2 separate regions of the Canis lupus genome follow, and region 1 is linked to region 2. Evidence: chromatin contacts called from public Hi-C data. All regions are on one chromosome and are shown on one strand. The core of a region is the stretch at or near the end of the contact, and the rest is flanking DNA. Distances in the headings are between cores, read along the strand shown. Region 1 has its middle 43 kb from the start of EMP2. Region 2 holds the start of TEKT5 (tektin-5).

The links. A called contact is a pair of places that touch in the nucleus more often than the background predicts.
Region 1: a Hi-C map of blood shows a contact between it and region 2, with 4 times the contacts expected there. The contact joins the enhancer-like site here to the promoter of TEKT5 in region 2. A contact is called at or near these places in 5 of 9 Hi-C or Micro-C datasets (amygdala, blood, liver and 1 more).

What each region holds. Positions count from the first base shown.
Region 1 is chr6:32,361,497-32,366,642 of UU_Cfam_GSD_1.0, reverse strand. No RefSeq gene overlaps it. Among named protein-coding and RNA genes, the nearest start is that of EMP2, 43 kb to the right of the region's middle. Within about 2 kb of position 3,327, at least 7 of the 20 cell types and tissues checked have an H3K27ac peak or open chromatin away from gene starts, as enhancers often do. A contact at or near this core is called in blood and liver, where this site is marked.
Region 2 is chr6:32,227,682-32,232,829 of UU_Cfam_GSD_1.0, reverse strand. TEKT5 (tektin-5) reads right to left here and starts at 1,702. Exons shown (of 8, transcript XM_038540392.1): 1 at 1,036-1,702. The coding sequence starts at 1,611.

The sequences.
Region 1 (5,146 bases), core at 2,078-4,577, 130 kb before region 2:
TCAGCGCCCCCCCCACCCCTGGGAAGCTCCCAGAGCTTCCATCCCCAAGGTCAGCTGAGCCCCCACCTCCTCCAGGAAGCCCCCCTGGATGCAGCCCTGCTCTTTGGGGGCTCTCTCCCCTCTGGAGCCTTCAGCACTTCTCTGAACCACCCGTTGGACACTGTGGTGGTGTTTTAATTGTGATGAAAAATAAAACAGCTTCTTAAGGTCTTGACTGTCCACTATCATTCCCCATAAACACTATGTTGTATATGGGATTTCTAGAACTTTTTCAAAGCTGCATGAGTGAACCTCTGTCCCCTGGAACCCCAGCTTCCCCTCTCGCTTCCCCAGCTGCTGGCAACCACATCCTACTTTCTGTTCCTGTGAGTCTATTTGAGGTACCTGGTGAAGTGCTATCTAGAGGCGGTGACAAACTGAGTCCCCATCAACAACGCATAGTGGGGACGCCTGGGTGGCTCAGCGGTTGAGCACCTACCCTGGGATCCTGGGATCGAGTCCCACGTCGGGCTCCCTGCATGGAGCCTGCTTCTCCCTCTGCCTGTGTCCCTGCCCCCCCCGCCCCGTGTGTGTCTCTCATGAATAAATAAATGGAATCTTTAAAAAAAAAAACACTGAGTGTTTAAGAACACTGAGTGGATTAAGAAAAGATGGTGTGTACATACGATGGAGTATTAGGCGTAAAGAAGAAGTAATCCGGTGACAAGCAACATTGTGGACGGACCCGGAGGACGTTATGCTAAGTGAAGTTAGCCAGTCACAGAGGGTCAAATACTCTAGGGTCCTGACTTACTCGATCGCACCTGAGTTACAAGGCGGCCCCATCACAGGTTCTCCGCCTCGGGCTACCCGCTACCCGTTAGCATCACCTGGAGAACCTTAACAACCGCCCCACCCAGGCTGCTCCCCAGCCCAGTAAATGAGCACCTCTGTGGGATCTGGGTTCCAGGAGCACCCCCAGGGGCTCCAGCACGTGCCAAGGTTAAGAACCCGGGATGCGGGGTCAGCACATCTAACCCCAAGCCTTGAATCTGCCACTTACTTGGTAGGTGCCCTTGACAATAAGAAGAGATTAACGGCCCTCATTGAGCACTGACTGTATGCCCCCGGCAAGTATGCCACAGCCAGTCCCATTTTCCAGGACGCAGAGGCCCAGAGAAATCCAGCCGTTGGCTGTGCGGCACACAGCACGGGAACCACTGGGACCAGATTTGCATGGAGGCGGCCAGCTCAGCAGGGTCCTTAGCCCGGTGAGGCCAGGCTCCTGGGTCCTACTGAGGTAATTCCCCTTGATCTGGGTGCCACACCTCATTCTGAAAAGGTCTGGGGGGCTTCGCAGGATCCTTTTTTCTGGACAAAAGTCCCAGGATGCCATAGGATGACAAAGATGAAGGGTGGGCTTCAGAAAAAAGCAAACGTAGTGGGGCGCCCAGATGGCTCCATCGGGTGAGCATCTGCCTTCAGCTCAGGTCATGATCCCGGGGTCCTGGGATCGAGCCCCACGTTGGGCTCCCTGCTCAGAACAGAGCTTGCTTCTCCCTCTGCTCCTCATCCTGCTCTTGGTCTCTCTCTCTCTCTCAAATAAATAAAATCTTTTTTAAAAAAATAAAATAAAACTTAAAAAAAAAAAAGCTAAGAGCATAGAGGCATAGTGGCCCCTGTTAACACTCCTGTCCCCCGTCACCACTCGGGGTCAGACAAGGAAGGCGGCCGGCCTTCTGGCCGGGCTCTGGCTCCCGCAGCTCACTCAGCCACCATTCCCTTCTGGCCGAGGCAGCAGCACATCCTGGCAACTTAACTTCTCCTTCTGGGGGAAAAGAAAAAAAAATCTGTTATTGAAGGTGACCCTGTGCCAAGGGCAGGTCACCCCTCTCTTTCCTCGCCTGTGTCCAAGCTCCTGGTGAAATGACGCTATTATCCCTCTGCAAACACGGAGGAGCAATTTCCTCCTGGCTCCTCCCGCCTCTGTTTGTTCCACTGGATGACAAATATTGAGCAAATTTGCAGTTTGAGCTTGGGGACCAGGAACATCCCATGCTGTCCTCCCATGTGTTCAGACAAGCCCAGGGCCACAGTGGGGCAAGGCCGTCATTGGCTCTGCCCTATTCTCCCGCGACGGTGTGAGCTGCATGGGGCTAGCCACCGTCAGAGCAGTTTCTAGCAGTGTCCTCGCCCTGGCAGCGTCCCCAGGATTGCCAGGCACCCTATTTCCTGGTATTTAAAACCCTACAGCAGGGGCTCCCAACTGGCGGCAGTTTGGCTTCCGCTCCCCAGGGGACTTTTCTTGCTGCCACAATTTGTGGGTGGTTGGGGGGGGTGTCTACTGGCATCTGATCGGGGGAAGCCAGGGCTGCCGCTGAGTGCCAGGTACACAGAAGGCAGTCCCCACAACAGAGCATGATCTGGTCCCCAAAGTCCATTGCGCCAACGCTGAGAAGCTTCAGTATGGACTCGGGAGCTCTTACAAGGATGAATTTTGAAAGGACACATTGACAGGTGCTTTTCATAATGTAAGTATTTACTTATTTATTTATTTTTAAGATTTTATTTATTTATTCATGAGAGACACAGAAGGAGAGAGAGGCAGAGACACAGGCAGAGGGAGAAGCAGGCCCCATGCAGGGAGCCCGACGTGGGACTTGATCCCAGGTCTCCAGTATCACACCCCAGCTGAAGGCGGCGCTAAACCGCTGAGCCACCAGGGCTCCCCCATAATGTAAGTATTTAAAACGGCTTCAAAGTAGTTTTGTGCTGAAGATACTCTCGTCTCATGGAAGGATGGTAACTTCTGGGGGTGCCTGGATGGCTCAGTGGTGGAGCATCTGCCTTTGCCCTAGGGCATGATCCCGGGGTCCCGGGATCGAGTCCTGCATCAGGCTCCCTGCATGGAGCCTGCTTCTCCCTCTGCCTGTGTCTCTCCCTCTCTCTCTATGTGTGTATCTCTCATGAATAAATAAATAAAATCTTTGGGGGAAAAAAAAAGGCAATAGTAGTGAGGCAGAGACCAGCAGCTACGATGGTCTTTCCTTCCCTTAAAAAAAAAAAAAAAGGTAACTTCTGTACTGACTCTCGGCTGTAAACTGCAAATCTGTCTCGAGGCTGTAATACTCTACCAACTGTCAACAAGAGTACAGAGGTCGCACGGCTAAACATTAACTAATTAAGCTAATGAAAATCGGTACAAAGCAATGCTCCGGTCGGATGGATCGAACTGCATGGTAATAGGGATCAACTCGCGTCAGCTTTGTCAGCTGTGTTGGGCTTGGCTAAACTGTATGTGAAAGAACCTTAGCTTCGCTATGGGGAGGAGGAGCTTCGTTGCTATGTTGTGTGGCCACACTGCACCCCTAGGGGGTGATAGTGTCACCCGCTCGTCCACTTTCTGGCCACTTAGCCTCCCGGAGTCCACGGAGCAAGTGCCTGGGGTGCTGGATAATTTTTGGATACATATTTTTTGGAGGGGTGGAGTACATAATGATATGCGTGTCCTGGTGTTTACCTCCAAATGTAAAATTAAAACTCCTCTGACTTATGTACATCGGTCTGACCCCTTAAAAGGATGGTTTGCCAACAGTGACCATCTGAAGAACCTGAAAGTCCTAAAATTCAGATCCTGGGTCAGTCCCTTTGAGATGTAACAGGTCTGGAATCTGCATTTTCGTGAGGATTCCCTAAATGGTGTGTGTTCTAGATGGTTCCATTGCACACACACACACACACACACCTTTCTCTATTTTATGGCCCTGAAGTCTGCACTAACGGATTGCATTAACGGCCTCAATACGTGGCTCCCTCCCGCCCTCACCTTCTCACCCCCATCCCCCGAGGTGACTGTGTGGTCCTGTCACTGAAGGAGGGTGTCGGTTTCCCCTCCCTTGCACCTAGGAGAGATCTGTAGCCGGCTTGGCCAAGAAAAGGCAGCGGAAGTGGTATCCCAGTCCCAAGCCTAAGAGAACGTATATGTTTCTGCTTGCTCTCCTGCATCTCCCCCATCACTGTGAGTCTATGCCTGGGTCAGTCTGATCCAGGACGAGGGATCTCTAGGACAAGTTGAGTGCCCCAGCCATCTGCGGGAGGAGCCGCAGGCCTGTGTGAATCCCCTTCAGCCAGCGAGGACTTTGGCTTATGCTTTTTTTATACTGCTGTTATGAGGCAAATACCCCAAGGCCAGTCCTCATCAGCCAACCCCCAGACTTGAGGGCACGTCCAGCCAGAGCCAGCAGAGCTGCCCAGCCAACCCCCAGCTGAGCCTGGACCTGTGAACAATGAACACTCGCTGGTGTGTGCCAGCGTGCATTGTGGCTGCTTGTTATGCAGCTGTAGCTAGCACATCCACTCCCATCTTGCAGGTGTCCACCATCCGTCAAAGGAGGTGGCTCTGGGAAGAAGAGAGACCAATGGAAATGGCTTAGTCTCCTTGCTGTACTTCCCTGCTCCTCTTGTCACTCGCCCACCAATCAATTGAGGCCTCTCTACCTGACGGGACGAGAATCAAATGTAATGATACAATTCATGTGAAGGTGTTGTGCAAACCAGAGTTCTTTCTGGGTGTCTCTGCGGGTACTTAGCATCCTCCGCATGGTGCCACATTGTCTTGCATGTGCCCTGAATGCCCACAACCCTGTGAAACAGCTGGTCCTATGGCCCCATCCCATCTGCCCTCAGCTCTTCTAACACAGGTCTTGGCATCAACGTCATGTTAGCAACAAGTCCTCACCTGCCCTGAGTTGCTATCTTCCTGTCACACCATTTCCATGTCCACAGATTGCACTCCAATTTGTAGTTTTGTTCACCTTGCTTGTCGTCTGCTCCCCGCTGCAATGAAAGCTCCATGAGCGCATGGGATGTCTGGTACATCCCTGAGTCTCCATGCCTGCCCCAGTGTGTGGTGCCCAGTAGGTGCTCAACACGAATCAGCAGAACGGGAGACCAGAGGGACCAAGCATTACCCCATTTTGCAGATTAGGCCATGAGGTCTGCAGAGTCTAATAGCTGGGCAAGGCCTCTCCGTGACTAACTGCTGAGTTGGACTGGAACCTGGGCCTGTCTACTTCTGGGGTCCATGAAGTGACTTCCAGGTTCTTCAGATGGTCACCGTTGGCAAACCATCCTTTAAAGGGGTCAGACGGATGTACATAAGTCAGAG
Region 2 (5,148 bases), core at 453-2,952:
TTCCTTCCAGAAAACTGACATTCCCTGCCACAGCTGGCACAGGTGCCCTTTGCCCTAGCCCTATCTTCCCGCCTCAAATGAGAACATCAAAATGCTCCTTGCAAGCAGGAGCCTGCAACATGAGATACAAAATCTCTTCGCAAGCAATAGGACAAAAGCCACATGCTGACGATGGCAGAGCAGAAAGACGGGCACCTGGGTCGCCTCCGGCATCAAGTGGAGGCGGCAACAGGCTGCTCTGTTTCCTCCTGGAATTCTCATTAGGACAGAAAAATCAGTTCCTACTTGGCTGAGCCTTGGCTGAGCGGCCATCAGGTACCCGTTACATGCCGCCAAAAGAAGCCTAACTGATCCGGGATGTGATTGGAGATCAGAAGTGTCGGGAACACTCCCATCCAGGTATTTATTCATTTACTCAACACACACAGAGTGCCTACTATGTGCCACGCACTGTGCTAGGCTGGGAATATATTCAGAACACCGGCCCAGATGACTGCCGTCCGCATAGACACTGCTCACGGAGGACCAGCACAGACGTGCTGCCCAGCACAGCTGAGGATCCGTCTGGAACACGCCGGTGACAGGGCAGACAAGAATCCCTGCCCTCGTGGCACTTAGATTCTAGCTCGGGGAGCAAAAAATAAATAAATATATGGCGCAAGTGATAGAGTATGTTAGAAGGTGTTCACAGGTATGGGGCAAAATACAGCAATTATTTTAAGTATATCCTTTAAAGACCACCCTGTGCGCATGAGTGCACGCACACACACGTACGCGTGCGCACACACACGGGATGACTGGATAAAACCTCTGCAGTTCCGATGTAATCCCAAGGGGAAAAGGAAATCCGATTCAGCCTGAGGAACCCTGATTTGACTGGGATGATCCTGGACTGTAGAAAGGGATCGCAGAAGATAATGCAGCTCAAACTGACCTGCAAAGTGCCTGTGGCCTTCACCCAAGAGGAGCTGATCGCACAGGGCTGCATCCCAGAGGCTGCCTTGCCCCCCCCCCGCCCCCCACCCCCGCACTCACCTGCAGTGGACAGTTGAGCTCCTCGGCCGCACACTCCAGCCGCCTCTTGACTGTCTCCAAGCTGTAGCTCTCGTTCAGAAGCCTCTCCAGCTCGTAGCACAGCTCAGACTTCCAGAAGCCAATGTCCGACAGCCTCTGGCCCAGGTTCCGGCTGGTGCCCTCCTGCATCTGGCGCGTCAGCTGGTCCTTGTCCTGCATGAGCCGCATGGAGTCGCCCGTCAGCCGGCTGGCCCATAGCCGAGAGGCCTCGGCCCCGCGCATCTGCAGCTCATTGGACTGGTCCCAGTCGTGGGGGTTGTAGCGGCAGAAGAGCGCAGAGCGCAGCGCGGGCAGGATGGTGGGTGGCCGCAGGGTGCTGCGGCACGTGGCTCCCTCATCCACGCAGGTCTGGGCATTGGAGATCTTGTAGAGGAGGCTGGGTCTCCAGGAGTTGAGGCAGCGGTACCCAGGCAGGTAATAGGGCTGGTAACATTCCTGGATCTCTGGGGCTGGCACAGCCGGGGGCAGCGTACTGAAGCCACAGCCTTTCTTGGGGCCACAGTAATTGGCGGTTTGAGTGGTTCCAAGAAACTCCATCCTGCCCCATCAGCCACACTAGGGCAAAACTCTGAGGGGACAAGGCACCGAGGAAGGGGAAGGATCTTCTCTTAGAGATGGGCAGGACCTCTATGACTCAGCACTGTTGTCATAAAGCCCCAGGGGAGCGGGGCTCTCATGGGGCTTTTGCTCATTTCAGGCCCACTAGGCCATATTGTCCCAGTCAAAACACATGCAAGAAACAAAGTGAATAGGGGCTTCTCAAGCCACGGAATTGGAGGTGCAAGAAATGGCATTTATCTATTCTGCGGTAATAATCAAATCTGCCTTTCACACCTTTCACACCTAACGCTGCCTATGGGAGAAAATAGAATGTCAGCTCAGAGGCCATCTGGTGGTTAGTTGTCTTCCTTCCCCCTTTGTCCTCAAGATGGCAGCAGAGTGGAGCATCTGTAGTGTGGAGCACTACTCAGCAGTAAAAAAGGAATCACAAATGTATTAAGCCAAGTGGAAGCGGCTAGACTCAAAAGGCCACACAACCTGTATGGCTCCATCTAATAGATGGCATTCTGGAGACGTGGATTCATATGGACAGAGGACAGATCAGGGGCAACTGGGGGCTGGGGGTAGTGGGGCAGGAAGACTGACCACAAGGGAGCAAAGAAGCATGGGAAAACGTGGGGGCAATGACAGTACTATCCCATGTCTTGTCTGTGTTGGGAGTTACACAGCTGTTTGTGTTTGTCAAAACCCACAGAGCTATTCACTGAAAAGGGTGAATTTTACTGTACATAAGTCATACTTCAATAACTTTAACTCAAGAAGGGCAGCAAGGGGAGAGATTGTGAGGCAGAGACCTCATAGCTCACCCACCAAGCCCCAGCACCCAGCACGCCGATGAATAAATGAATGAATCAATGAATGGGCATCTAGAATCAAGAGTTTTATTGTGCCAGAAAGCATATTCAATCCTCTACTCTATACCAATGTTTTTATCCATCAAGAAACTTACTCCCTTCTTGGGCTGGTGGGAGTGGCAACGAGATCCCAAGGCAGAGAACCAGAGGGGTGCTTGACCGGTGGGGCCTTCCCCCCTTCCGATATGGGAAAAAGCAGAACCTAACCTGCAAATAAGTGGTCCTTGTTAGGGAGGTGTGATGGTCAAGGGGAACTTTCGCCCTAATTACAATTGAAACCAGGGGTTACAGAGGACCAAGGCAGAGAGAGATGACCAAGCCCCTTCTGCATATCTGATGCTTTACATATACTCATTGAATTTCCACAGTGAACCTAGAACAAAAGGGTGGGCTCTGCACTCATCTTGCAGGGTGGGCTCTGCACCCCCTCCACACCCACAACACTTTACTTTGTAAGATCCTTTAAGATGAGACACCACACACAGGAAGTGCTTGCACATCCAGAGCTGTCAAGAAAGGGACCAAAAAGACTCGGCGTATGTTTTAAGCACTAAAGGTTCATGTCTAAAAATAACAATGTGACTAATACTTAAGGGTATAAAGTAAAATTTGGGTTTCTCCCTCCCACTACCTCTAGTTATTTTCAGTCTTCCTAGATATAACTACTATTAATCAGAATTTGTATATTTTTCCAGAGATCACCCATGCATATACAAGCACATGCAAGCAGAATCTGGCTGAGTTGGGCTGGGACAGGGCTTGAGATGCTGTCTTCTTTCAAGTCCCCAGCTGAGGCTGGTCCAGGGACCACACTTGGAATAATAGTGAGACTCTGAAATCAGTTCTACGAGGGAAAGGACCTTGTTTGGGATTGTCCTTGTCATCGCATCCACGGCACTCAGTAGAACACCTGGAACATAGTCAGTGCCCAATTTGGGTTTGTGGAATGAATGAAAAAAAAATGGATGGATGAGTGGATGGGTGGATGGATGAAGCAACAGAACTTCAGAAGCCGTTAAATGAGAGTAGAAAGAAGAGTAGGCTATAGCTCAAATGAAAAAGGAATGGTAAGCCTGACAGCACAGTTCAAGAGGCTCAAGGAATCAAGTTCTAAACATTTAGCAATGAAAATACTGAAAGTAAGGCCTTTGGAGTAGAGGCCTTACTTTTACTTTTTACTTTTTACCTCGCCGCAGTGGGGCAGTGGCATTTCCAAGTTTCAGCCATGTTGTAGCAGATCTCAGGACTTTATTTCTTTTTGTAGCTGAATAATATGATGGATCGCTCATGTTTATCCATTCAGCCGTAGATGGACCTTTGGACATTATGAAAAATGCTGCTATGAATATTCCTATACAAGTTTTCAATCCTCTTGAATATATATCAAGGAGTATCAAGGAGAGGGAACTGCTGGGTCCTGTGATAATTCTGTTTAAGATATTGTTGAGTTCTAATAAAGTTTCAAATTAGCATGTTTTTCTTGCTTATTCTCTATTAAACAGTATACGTAGAAGTTAAATCAGGGAACCCCTAGAGGGCACCTGGGTGGCTCAGAGGCTGAGCGTCTGCCTTCAGCTCAGGTCGCGATCCCAGGGTCCCGGGATCGAGTCCCGAATCAGGCTTCCCGCTGGGAACCTGCTTCTTCCTCTGCCTGTGTCTCTGCCTCTCTCTGTGTCTCTCATGAATAAATAAATAAAATCTTAAAAACAACCAAAACAAAGAACCCCTAGCTATGCAGTCAGCCCCGACACATGCAGGCTCCCGACACTCTGATTTGAGAGTCAGTTCCTAATGGCTGGGAATCGGTGGCGCTCTCTCTGGATACAATTTTCATCTCCAACCCCTTGTGCAGACAGTAGGCTTGATACACACAAGGGGAACCAAGATGGAAAGAAACCAGAACTTGGTTACTTCCATCTGTCATTCTGTGTGACCACTCATGCCCAGAATGTACAACAGTGAAGCAGAGAGTGACCTTCAAGGTATAATATTTTTATTTGGAAAGTGGACATTTTTAGTTCGTACATGAAATCTTTTCTGAATGCAGTGCTTTAAAACTGCAATGCTATCTCTGTATTTGTCAGCTATATCAAAACCAACCAGGAACAAAACTATTTCCCAAAATACTGTTGTATACAGGGCAGGGGTGTTAATACAATTATCTACTTGGGCTGTTAAATACGGTAGGTAGTCACTGATTAGAGACCTCTCATCCACCATGTTTTATTTATTTATTTTTCAGTCTCCCATTTTTTTAAAAGATTTTATTTATTTATTCATGAGAGACACACACACACACAGAGACAGAGACACAGGCAGAGGGAGAAGCAGGCTCCATGCAGGGAACCCGATGTGAGACTTGATCCCCGGACTCCAGGATCATGCCCTGGGCTGAAGGCAGATGCTCAACTGCTGAGCCACCCAGGGATTCCTCCCTCAGTCTCTTTTAAGACATGTGGATGGAAAACGCATTCTCTTTCTGGAATCTCTGTAGGAGGTGGATGGGGAGAGGCTGGGGAGCTGGGAACATGGACATTTGAGTGACCCCCCTCCCTCAGTGGGGCTCCCCATCGTCAGCCAGCTCTGCCTCCCAAAAGGCAGACACCCACACCCAGCACTGACTACCACAATCTCTGCCTGGATCCCGCTGTTATGAGAT